Linked DNA regions of Mus musculus: region 1 is linked to region 2. The links are chromatin contacts, called in public Hi-C maps. All regions are on one chromosome and are shown on one strand. The core of a region is the stretch at or near the end of the contact, and the rest is flanking DNA. Distances in the headings are between cores, read along the strand shown.

What was found. Hi-C and Micro-C count contacts between places; a contact is called where the count stands out from the background.
Region 1: a contact with region 2 is called in a Hi-C map of embryonic fibroblasts, with 6 times the contacts expected there. The contact joins two enhancer-like sites. A contact is called at or near these places in 5 of 484 Hi-C or Micro-C datasets (the 3T3-L1 cell line, the N1E-115 cell line, embryonic fibroblasts and 2 more) and 1 of 115 datasets of contacts at active chromatin or transcription factors (pancreatic cancer cells).

Annotation. Positions count from the first base shown.
Region 1 is chr10:69,742,139-69,747,693 of GRCm38.p6, reverse strand. All of the region lies in intron 1 of Ank3 (ankyrin 3, epithelial), which reads right to left. Among named protein-coding and RNA genes, the nearest start is that of Gm33416, 120 kb to the left of the region's middle. Within about 2 kb of position 3,278, at least 57 of the 459 cell types and tissues checked have an H3K27ac peak or open chromatin away from gene starts, as enhancers often do. A contact at or near this core is called in embryonic fibroblasts and pancreatic cancer cells, where this site is marked.
Region 2 is chr10:69,961,181-69,967,514 of GRCm38.p6, reverse strand. The region is part of intron 29 of Ank3 (ankyrin 3, epithelial); the gene reads right to left. Among named protein-coding and RNA genes, the nearest start is that of Gm33361, 43 kb to the right of the region's middle. Within about 2 kb of position 2,429, at least 41 of the 459 cell types and tissues checked have an H3K27ac peak or open chromatin away from gene starts, as enhancers often do. A contact at or near this core is called in embryonic fibroblasts and pancreatic cancer cells, where this site is marked.

The DNA.
Region 1 (5,555 bases), core at 2,029-4,528, 220 kb after region 2:
CGGGGTGGAGACAAGGGGACTGTTGGGGCTTGCTGGCCAGCCAGCCTAGGCAAGAGACCTGTAAATCTCAGGTTCACTGAAAAACTAGGCTTCAAAGGAATAAGGCATAAGGTGGTTATAAAGCAGGAACACACACACACACAGATACATATAGACACATACACAGAGGTACACAACACAGACACATACAGAGACACGCAAACAGATATACACACAGAGGTACTCAACACATATACATACAGAGACATACAGACATACACACACAGACCCACATGCACACACACAGATACACACATGCACACAGACACACATACATACACCACATACCCACAGGCACACATACACACACACACAGACACACAGACCACACGCACAGGCACACTCACACATACCAATACACAAATACAGACATACATACATGTACACAAACATATATACACACATATACAGATACACGTACACACATAAAGATACACACAGAAACACACAAGCAGACACATACACACAGACATACACACACACATAGATACATACCGAGACACACAAGCATACACACACAGACCCACACTCCCATCCAGGCACTGTGTACCTCACCTCTGCAGATTCCCATCTCTCTCCTACTCCAGCATGAACTTGAACTTGTGGCAGCCACACTCTGTGATCACTGAGCAAATGGAAATTAGGTGACTCATGAGAGAAGCAGATGAGAGGACGAACACCACCCCTCACAGCTGAGCAGCACAGCTGTTCCCAGAAGGCAAGGAGAGCAAAGCATGATGGGTACAGACTGGTCGTGGTTCCACAGGGCTTTTCACTGCTACTTGAACTTCAACCTTTCCTGTAAGCCATACTCTCATGAACTCAACCCGAAGAACTGGGAGAGCAGATTGCATTCTGCAAGATGTCTATCCGACCAGACAGCCTGATTCCATCGACTTCAGGAGGGGTACAAAGACCTCCAGTGTTGTTACTCTGGCAGGCAACTCACAAAAGAAATATCCACAACCGTAACGAGCAAAGGTTGATCAGGAAGGGCTGTTTGATGTCTCAAACACAACAACTCGGGGAAACGCATTTGTGGAGGACTGTGTCTAGAATCATCTTTTTTTCAAACACACACACACACACACACACACACACACTCCTTCCCATTACATAAAATCCCAATCCTTAACGCTTGGCTCACAGTCAGTGCCTCTCATAAAGACCGATTCAAAAATAACTCGGCTCTCTGAATGCGGATGACTGTTAAAAGCCACCTTAATTCTGACTGAATACAAAGAAACAGAGGCACAGATATAAAAATACCCATGGTTTGAGTTGGAGTGAGGCTGAGGGAGACATTAAATGCATACCATGACTGTTTGTCCTTCCAGTTGCACCAGAATTATAGGAGAAAGTTTTCAACAGCAAGGATCTCTAGCCAAGTCTCATGGAAGGTGGAGAATTAGAGGGGAAACAGTAAGAAAATGACAGGCAAGAAAGAGGGAGAGGGGAAAAGGCGTGGTCTAGTCACCAAGCATCTTCCTAGGAAGGACCGGAAGGCAGCCACTGTGCTGAGGCTACACAGCTGACAGCTAAAGGATTTACTATTCATGTATATCAACTGTGAGGCTAGATGTGGGGCTTACTATATACCAAGTATTACGGTAAAGAAAGTCAAAGTTACATTATGGTTTGTCACTTATGATTAGGGATGGGCAAGGCAAGAAGGTGATCATGTATGTATGTATGTATCTAAATACATTTATATATTTATCTATATATATATTTCTATGTATCAAAATATAAATATATATATTTATATATGTATCTAAATATATACATATATAAGTACCTAAATATCTATCTATCTATCTATCTATCTATCTATCTATCTATCTATCTATCTAAATATCTATATATGCATCTAAATATATATATATATATATTGGGAGCTTGAGCAAACATTTGAGTGTAGGCTGCTAACTCTGAGTCTTAGAGCATGGCTGGATGCATGCTTCTGAGAAGGGCCTGGTATTTTATTTTATTTTATTTTATTTTATTTTATTTTATTTTATTTTATATTTTTAGTGCAGTGTCCCAGTCAGTTGTCACCTTGACATAAGCTAGAGTCATCTAGAAAGATGGAACCTCAATTGAGAGATTTCCTGTGGGGAAATTTGTGGAGCACTTTCTTGATTAAGGACATCACTCCTGGGCAGATAGTCCAGGGTGGTATAAGTAAGCAAACTGCATGAGCCCTGGAGAACAAACCAGGAAGCAGTGTTCCCCTATAGTTTCCGCTGCCGTGTCTGCTCCTAGGTTCCTGCCCTGTTAGAGTTCCTGCCTTGGCTTCCCTCAATGATGGACTGCAAACCTTTTCACCAAATGTTGCTTTTGGTCGTGGTCTTTATTATAGTGACAGAAAGCAAGCTAGGGCAAGCAGGGAGGGGACATAGGAGACTAGGAACACAGGAGGAATCGCAACAACATCGCCAAAAAAGAGTCATGACTTCAAAGGCCTGTGCTTTGAAGCCTCCAGACAAGGCCAAGCTGCTCACTCTTGCCCAGCACTAGCAACATGGGAGATATGTGATGCTACAATTCAGGAAGATGTTCTGACTGCACGTCAGTCTTATTGTGATCAAAGATACAGGAAGACAGGCAAACGGGAAGGGAGACTTCAGTGTGAGGAGTGCAGATGAGGCACAAGCACTGTCTCCCGCAGGACCACAGCAGACAGGAGGCATGGAGTTCTGCAGTGTCAGCACAGGGACAAAGATATGATGGTGTGTCCCTACCATTGCCCATTTGGGTTCCCTGTATCCTTCCATGCTTTATTGGGGCTACTGACCTGGCAGGCTCCAGGAGGAATAATGTAGCTCCAATTACTTAAGCTGCTCTCCAAGTTTCAGAGCGAAAAATCCCCCCAATTCACTTGGGTAAAGCTGGACAATGCCACACAGAGGCCACAGAGCTTGGCCTCGACTGTTTTCCTATGAGTGACTGGAGTTTATATAATGGCCAGGGCAGGGCCCGCATCTCCTGGTTCAGGGGAAAACCAGGAGCATAAACGTTTCCCTCTAAGAGTTCCATGGAAGGATTCAGACTGAGAAGGTTCCGTCCTGGGGCAATTGTCAGAAAAAGAAAGGAGGAGAGAGCAGAGTCCTTGGCTCTTCTGCCTCCCCCATTCCCCTCCCCCGAATCTGCCAATAACCAGTAAATAACTCCCCAGATGCACGCTGATGGCAGCCACTCAGAATGTACATCTGCTGTGTTCACGGGACTCATTTTGTCATAGGATTGCCAAATGCAGAATTATTCACCCCAGTGAATTATTCACAGTCATACAGCACTCCATCCAGGGGCAGAAGCGTGTGGGAAGGTCCCTCTGGGAGGTGAGAAAATAAAATGACACATGTTTGCATTATTTGCATCCCGGTCAAAGTGCTCAGCTCAGCTCAGCTGAACAGCAGTGTCTCGGGAAGAAACTGTAGGCTCGGATAAAGAAATGAGCACCAACCACGGAAGTTCTGGTGAATGAGACCCAGGGACCTTAAGAGAGCACTGAGCAGCCACAGGGGGCGGAGGATGAACTGTCAGCAGCCTCAAGGTCTCATGGGATTGTCCTAGAAGTGTATGTGTGTCGGGGAGGGGGCTGTGGAAAGGTATGTTTCCAGAGTTTCAAAATTGGTTTCTGATAGGGTTACAAAACTAAGAGCTCAACTGACAACACATGAAAGTTCTTCCAAAATGCGTTTAAGATTAAAAGTGTGTCCCATGTCAAGGTAAAATGTGGGTACATTATGGTCATTTATTTCTTCTCCTGCTCATTTGAACTGTGAATTACAATTAGTCACAAATTTTAAAGGAAGTCTGAAAAGGACAATTCCCATAATAAAGTCTTACTGAAAGCTTTGCTTTTGGAAGCCAGAAAGGAGCAGGGAGGGAGGAATGGGCGGAAAGAGGAACAGTTAAAAGCGAAAGACAGAGAGGATGTCTAGACTGGCTAGGGACATCACCAACTCTTAGGTCAAGTTCCCAGCACACACAGATGAGGTGACTATTGCCACCCTCGGAGGAGAGTGCATTTCCCCCTCCCCCATCACAATTCCAAATGAAGAGCACCCGGGACCTATTAACAAGTAGGAGATATAAGTGAGCAAACAAACCATTTTCTTTTCTGAGTCTAGCAAGCTTTCTAAGACTCTAGGACGGCCATGACTGCTCTTCTGTACATGTATGGTGAGTTAAATGATGCTTTGGTTGGACTAATCCTACTGGACTCTCAGTAGACAGAGAAGGAAAGACAGGGAAAGAGGAAAAGAGGAAGAGCAGATGAACAAAGGAGCCTGAAATGGTAACTTTGTGTTTTCAAATAGTAGATCTGTGTTCCTGTATCTCTCAGAGCATTTGCTTTCAGAAGCTCTGAGTATACCACTATCTTCCTTTGGCTTCTCATATTGCTTTGTATCCATAGGACCTTGTGACAGAGTCTCATCCTTTCATCACATGTTTTGTATAAGTCTGGGTTGTCTGAGAGTGAACCTCTGTGGGACTAAGATCTGTGGCCCATTGCACCAGCCTGGCAGACTGAGGACAGAGCCATATCTCTCCCAAGAAGGAAAAAGCAAGGAGCAGTTGGTAACCATTGAACACCAAGGCCAGGAGGTCAGAAATTCAGAAGGAAATTCAACCTCAGGAACACTGTCTCAGTCTGCAGGCCCTTCTCATCAAGTACAGAGTACCCTCCATACGCACAGACCCTTAGGGTCTCCTGTAGGTAGGTGTGAGCCATAGGGCCAGGAGAGCCATATGAATAATAACCATCCTGAATTCTGTCAGTGACCAGCACGGAAGAGCTGTGCTTGGCTTCTGTGTCTCCATGACGTCATGGAGACAGTGTTGTCTCCACAGAGCACTGCCACAATGTATCAAGGTCTTAAACAGCTCATTCCTCCCCCACCCCCTCCCCGGCCTGGTCCACCTCCTATGATACAGTCAGCTAGATGAGTCCCCAGCATGCTTTGTGAATTGCTGACTGTTCCATGAGTATGAAAAGACAGGGTTGAGGTTGATGCTCTTCTCTTTCCTCAACCCCTGCTGGCTAAGACAGATGCTATACTTGTTGCAAGAAATGAGAGAGAAGATTTGAAGACCCTGTATGTAGGGCTGAGGACTTCAGGCCCTGCAGATTATCTCACTGGAGTTATGGCTTTCGAGAAAAGGCACACGCGCTTGCTCTTCTAGGTAGGGAATTTTCATCGCCACAGAACCTCATCTGTCTTATCTTCAGACACAAACGCACATGGGATTGGATCGATTTGATAAGATTTGGTAAATTCTTAATAGGAAATAATAAGTGGAATCAATATTATTTTCACACTGCTTTCCAAATCTGGCAGAACTAACAACTGCAGTCAGGCAAATCTTCACACCATTTTGCTTGCAAATCCCCCAAATAAAGAACTTTAAAGATGCCTTAAAAATAGCCCTTGCCCTAGTTTTCTTAGCTCTTGCTTAGACACTGTTTAAGGAAAAGGACTAGAATGTAAGCTGGGTGTCTAATGTTA
Region 2 (6,334 bases), core at 1,180-3,679:
AATATATTATATACATAATATAACTATGATAAATAAAACTACATTTTGCTGGGATTGTTCTTAAGAGGGACAATAAAATGAAGTAGCCAAATGTCTGGAAACACATTCGGCTAACTGTTCGGTGAGTTATTAGGTATGAAGTTGGGAGGGATGGGGAGGGGAGGACAAATCTAGGAGGAAATGGAGGGAGAAACTGTATGAGAGTCTGGAAGACTTAATTAAAATATTTTATTAAAAGAAAAGAGGGTACTAAAAAACCAGCTGTGGGAGAAACCTAAGGGTGGGAATAAAACGAACTCTCATGTTCAACTTCCACAACACCATGGCTTATGGCCACATGGACTGACTGGGTTAGCTCCTCTCGATGCTTTTGACTCTGAAGTTGGTGTGCCCTAAACGTTTGGTTTTCTCTTCACAAAAGATAAACTAACCACTGTGAAATCACATTAAGCTAAGCAATGTCTGGCACTGAAGGGCTGGCATTCAGCAGTTGCTTAAGCAGTAACCAGGAAACTGGGAGTTGATCAACAACAGGAGAAGGGTAAACATGTAACCAATTTCCCATCTAGAGAGAAGCCTTTAGATAGCACTTTAAATTCAGGTACAGGGAAGTTGTAGCTGATGTGTGCTCCTTGAAGAAGTTTTATAAAGAGTTCCGTGTGAGGGCCAGTGAGATGGCTTAGTGGGTGGGTACAAGCTCAATGTCCCAAGTTAAGTCCATGGAACCCATCGGGTAAGGACAGAACCCACTTCTCAAAGTTGTCTTCTGACCTCGACAGACATACCTGCATTCACACACACACACACACACACACACAAAATAAATAAATAAATAAAAATAAAAAGACTTTTTAAAATTAAGAGGCCTTAGAGTTTCCAGCTGCTAATCTATGGGGAGCTCTGTTATATCCATGTGTCTATAATTCAAATTATTATTTGAAGAATGGCCTAAGGGATTTAAGAACTCAGGAGAACATAGAGCCCTTCTCAAAGTTGTCTACTGCAGATATGAAGAGTCCAACAGATGAGTCAGATGACCAGAGAATGACTAATAAGTCTGACAATCCCAACATCTTTTGGGGGAGGGGAGAATGGATTTATATGCATTGAGATATACATTTTAAATGGTCCTTTTTTTTTTTTTTTTTTTTTTTTTAGAAAAGAGAAGTAGAGGGGCTGGAGAGATGGCTCAGTGGTTAAGAGCAGTGACTGCTCTTCCAGAGGACCTGAGTGCAATTCCCAGCAACCACATGGTAGCTCACAACCATCTGTAATGGGATCGTATGCCCTGTTCTGGTGTGTGCCTGAGGACATAGCACTCATAGAAGTAGGAATATAGAACAAGAATCGTTGCTTAGAGATCCGCTGTTGCACAGAGAAGATGTCCAGAAGATAATCCATACCATAAATGTGCTGTGTGGATCACACTCACAGTCATGGAATCCCCAGTACAGTCGATTCCAACCATCCTAACGCTGCGGGCCCTTTAATACAGTCCCACATGTTGAACTGACCCCTCAACCATAAAATGATTTTTGTTACTTTATAAATATAAATATAAATACATATATATATATATATATATATATATACACATACACACATATATGCATGTAAATTTATTTTGTTGCTTTGTAATTTTGCGACTGTTACGAATTGTAATGTAAATATCTTTGAAGAAAAAGGTTTGCCAAAGGGGTCGCGACTCACAGGTTGAGAACTACCGCCCTGGTATTTGCACAGTTTAAGACACAAGCACTGTCTGTGAACAGCTTATACTCTCAGTTCCACACTGGATACTCTGACTTCACTGTCCTATACTGGGCGGGGCCTGAAAGTCTGCTTCTCTTACTTAGACTGTGTCTGTCTGGTGCCTTTGCTCTCAAGAGCTGCTTGGGACCTGGTTGGTGTGAGTGTGACGTCTAAGGAGAGAAACACAGAGGCCTCAATGTCCCATGAATGATGAGCTCCATGCTCAGGTTTAATTTCTGCTCAGCCTACGTAACCATTTCTGAAAACACAGTTTTCAGGAAAATTACTCTGTCATGCCTCTCTTCAGACCTTTAAATGGTTAGCCCTACATTTATGGAGAAAAACAATCAGTACAATCCTATCTCGAGACGGGCTCATGGAAAGTGTCTTCAAGTTACACCACCCTCACGAGGTGCCTGGCAGAAGCATGACACCCAGGGGCTGCAGCTCAGACCTGCTGTGCTGGGCACACTGGTGCACCACACCCAAACGTAGCTAATGCTGATTCCCAAGCCTGGGCTAACGCACTGTCTGACCCCAGGAACAACATAGCTGAGGTCGTTCCTTGGGGTCCCAAATTTATGGTCATAATGTCAAGTTGCTGGCAAATCTATGCACACAGATCATATGGAGGTGGGAAGTATCAGTGCTGGTTTACTTTGGCCCAATTTCCATTTCCCAAGTATCAGATTTCAGAGCCTATTTGGGGAATATTTTCCTTTCCTTTTGCTATGCCTCAGTCTTCATTCGGTTGATTTAAAATGCCAGTTTACTGAAACAGATTGAAAATAGGTAACTATTTTGTTGTAATTCGTTTGGGGGATTTTAGAAGTAAATTGTTATGTATTCTTTCGGCACTTTAAATGCAATCTTGAGAAACGTTTTCTATTTGGAAAAAAATTGCAGAACCATCACTACCAGATGACTCCAGAAGATGGCGCTGTAGGCCACATGTCTACAATGTAAGGCTCCATTTTTCACTGCTCAACTATGACGGGGCACTTTTAAAATTACCATTTATCTTAAGCTTGATAAAGGTAAGTATTGAAAAGAAGTGCCAGTTTGGAACTTAGAAATTTAATTCTAATATTCTGTTGACAGAAATATATTTAGAAGCAGGTAGTCATTTTCTATTTAGTGTTACATTTGTAACCACATTTTAATTTGTATCAGACTCAATACAACTACTTGCAACAACTGGCTACTTGAGGGGATCCTCGTTGAGCCATTGCTAAACTGCTTTGATTTGTAAGTTAGGGACCCGGGAGGAGGAAGGGGACTTGGAACCTGTGGTCCCAGATCTGACAAAACTACAAATAGCTATTAGGAATGGACTTTGGAGGCACTGAGTTTATTAAGGTTTTCGTTACACAGTGTGGGATGCTTGCTGGTGGGATACGTGCCTGTTAATGTTGTTTGCACATCTGCAGCACCTTTTCTTGTGCAAAGACCTAGATACGATAGATCTCTGTCTGCTGCCAGAGATAAAAACTGAGCTGCCACCTGAAACTTGAGTTGGTAAGGACAGGTTCTGAACACCCAGACAGGTCTAGCAGTTTACCTCATCACAGAGGAGCTCATACGCCTGCTTAATTGGCACAACCGCCGATACTCTGGCTCGATTAACAATAAACAATAGGAATAGGGACAGGGGAAAGCAACTTGGTGCAAGCAGAGCCACCTGAGTTGTGCTCCCCAATGCCCACTTAGGAAGCCTGGCATAGCCTGGCATTGCCTATGCGATCTCAGTACAAGGTGTCAGGAGGTGAGGTGTGAGAGAGAGAGAGAGAGAGAGAGAGAGAGAGAGAGAGAGAGAGAGAGAGAGAGAGAGAGGGAGGCAGGAGGAGAGCTGGGGCTTGCTGGTCAGGCAGCCTAGGCAAAAATGAAGAGTTCTGGCTTCAGTGAGACCCTGTGTCAAGGCAATAAGGTGTAGCATGATAGAGCAGGACACCTAATGGCTAAGGTGTAGCACGGTAGAGCAGGACACCTAATGGCTAAGGTGTAGCATGATAGAGCAGGACACCTAATGGCTAAGGTGTAGCACGGTAGAGCAGGACACCTAATGGCTTTGTCTGAGATGCACACACACATGGTCACACACAAGGACACATGGACACACACAAAGATACACTGAAATACACAGACAGACAGACACACACACACAAAGACACATGGACACACATGCACACAAACACAGAAATAAGGGTTTACTTTGGCTTACAGTTTAAGGGCAGAGTTTACCATGACAGGAAATTCATAGTAACAAGGGTTTAAAGCAGCTACATGCAACCAGGAAGTAGAGAACAGTGAATATTTATGCTCTGCTAGCTTTCTCCTTTGAAATAACCTAAGATGAAAACCCAGGGAATAGCGCTCCTCACTTTGAGGGCACCTCAGTTAACCTAATAGGGGGAGGTTCTCTCACAGGCAAGCCCAAAGTAATACCTCCCAGGTGTGCCTGGGTGCTTGCTTCTGGGTGACTCTCGATCCTGTCAGGACCACAATGAACAGAAGCAGCCACCACAGCGAGCTCGCTTCATTTGAGAGCACACAAAGGAAAATAAATGCCTACAGCGCAAGAAGGCAAGTGGGTGCGGCGGAGCCCAGGGTGTGCAGAGGGACATCTGTTTGCTGTTTCTTGACTGGGTAGTGAGTGGAAAGTTCTTGGCTTGTGTGTGCATTTGGAAAACGGTGCTCCCTTGAAAAGATAGAGCTCATTCAGGTAGAGAGCTTGACCTGCAAATGATAGCCATGAACAAATTGGGGGTGGGGGGTGAGGAATGCCCCCGTTGTCTTTAGGCCGGTATCAGACTCCAGGACTCTATGCACAGCTTAGGCAGCACCTGCGACTGAACATGGAGGAAGTGAGCGGTGCTCTGCAGCAGGCGTTTCTGTAAGGACTCTACATCCCCTGGCTCATCCCCTGCCCATTAGCTACCTGCAAGGCAGCCTCACAAGGTGCGGTTAGATGAATATTAAAGAGACTGCTTACAGCCACACAGGACAGTCACTGGCTGGGCACAGACCATGATGCCAACGTCAATATCACACTGTGTAAACTATCCCCCTCCTGGGACCTGTGGTTCCTTGAAGTTATTCTAGCAGTTAATGTTGTGGGCATGTGTTGAAACAATAAAGGGCATCCGACCTTTATCACTGCTTTGTTTTGTTTTGTTGGCATGTGTTGTGTGTGTGAGTATGTACTTGCCTGTGTGCGCATGTAGAGACCTGAAGTTGAGGTCAGGCATCTTGCCTAGCCACTCACCTTTCTTGAAGCAAGGTGTCTTGCTAAACCCGGAGTTAGCCAATTCTGGCTAGTCTAACTGGCCAGTCTGCCTCTGGGACTCCCTATCTTTGCCTCTTACGTGCTCTGATCGCAGGCAGCTGGCAGGCCCGGGCAGGTTACTAGCCATGCTTGCATGGCAAATGCAATATCCACTGGGCATCACTCCCTGACCCGCACAACTATCTTGCTTAGTAAAAACAGGAGACTGAAATATTAACTAAGGTGGCACTAAATACACTGAGTATTAATATTTTTCAGCATGTATGTGGAGGAAGGCCAATTTATCTGACTATAGACTCTACAATAATACATGAAAAATGCACTTATGGAGAAGGGAGCACTAAAAAGAGACATTTAAGCCAGGTGGGGGTGGTGCATGCCTTTGATCCCAGAACTTGGGAGGAGGCAGGAGTTTGAGGCCAAGCCTGGTCTACACAGTGGGTTCCAGGACAGCCAGGGCTCCATAGAGAAACCTTGCCAAGAACAAAACAAAACAAAACAAAACAACACACACACACACATACACATGCATATACACTGAGGAGACATTTATAATAAGCACGTGTTAGGGGTCATACATTATTTATATATTAACTGTTACTGAGCAGAGAAACGATCTGGTTGAGTACTGTAACAATTGACTGGCTTAATTCTTTGAGGACATCTTGAGTTGTCGGTCTGTTTCATGGGTTGCTTTTTTCTCATTAACAACTATCCAACAAAGAGGAGGATGGAGAGGAGGAGGGGAAGGAGGAGGGAGAGGAGGAGAAGGAAGAGGAGGAGGGGGAGGAGAGGGAGAAGGAGGGGGAACACAGACTGTAGCTATGCTTGAGTGTGTGACCATGAAGACATTTTTTTCTTCCACCAGAGGAATCACGTGACTGATGCTGGGCTCTTGGCATCCAAGTATGCCCCACTGCCTCCTCGGGAAAATTTTTTAAAAAAGATTTATTTATTTATTTTTAATGTATGTGAGTACACTGTTGCTGTTTTCAGACACACCAGAAGAGGGCATCAGATCCCATTACAGATGGTTGTGAGCCACACCATGAGGTTTCTGGGAATTGAACTCAGGATCTCTGGAAGAACAGTCAGCGCTCCTAACCACTGAGCCATCTCTCCAGCCCCGTGCCTCTTTGTGATTCGATGGTTTGGTGAGCTCTTTTTGGACATGGGCTTCCTGCCAGCCCTGCTCAGTGCATTTCTCCATGGGAGGGAGAACTTAGTCTGTAAGTTGAATCTTCAAGGAAAAGGACAGGCCTGGCTTTTCACAAAAAGATACTGATTTCTACTTTG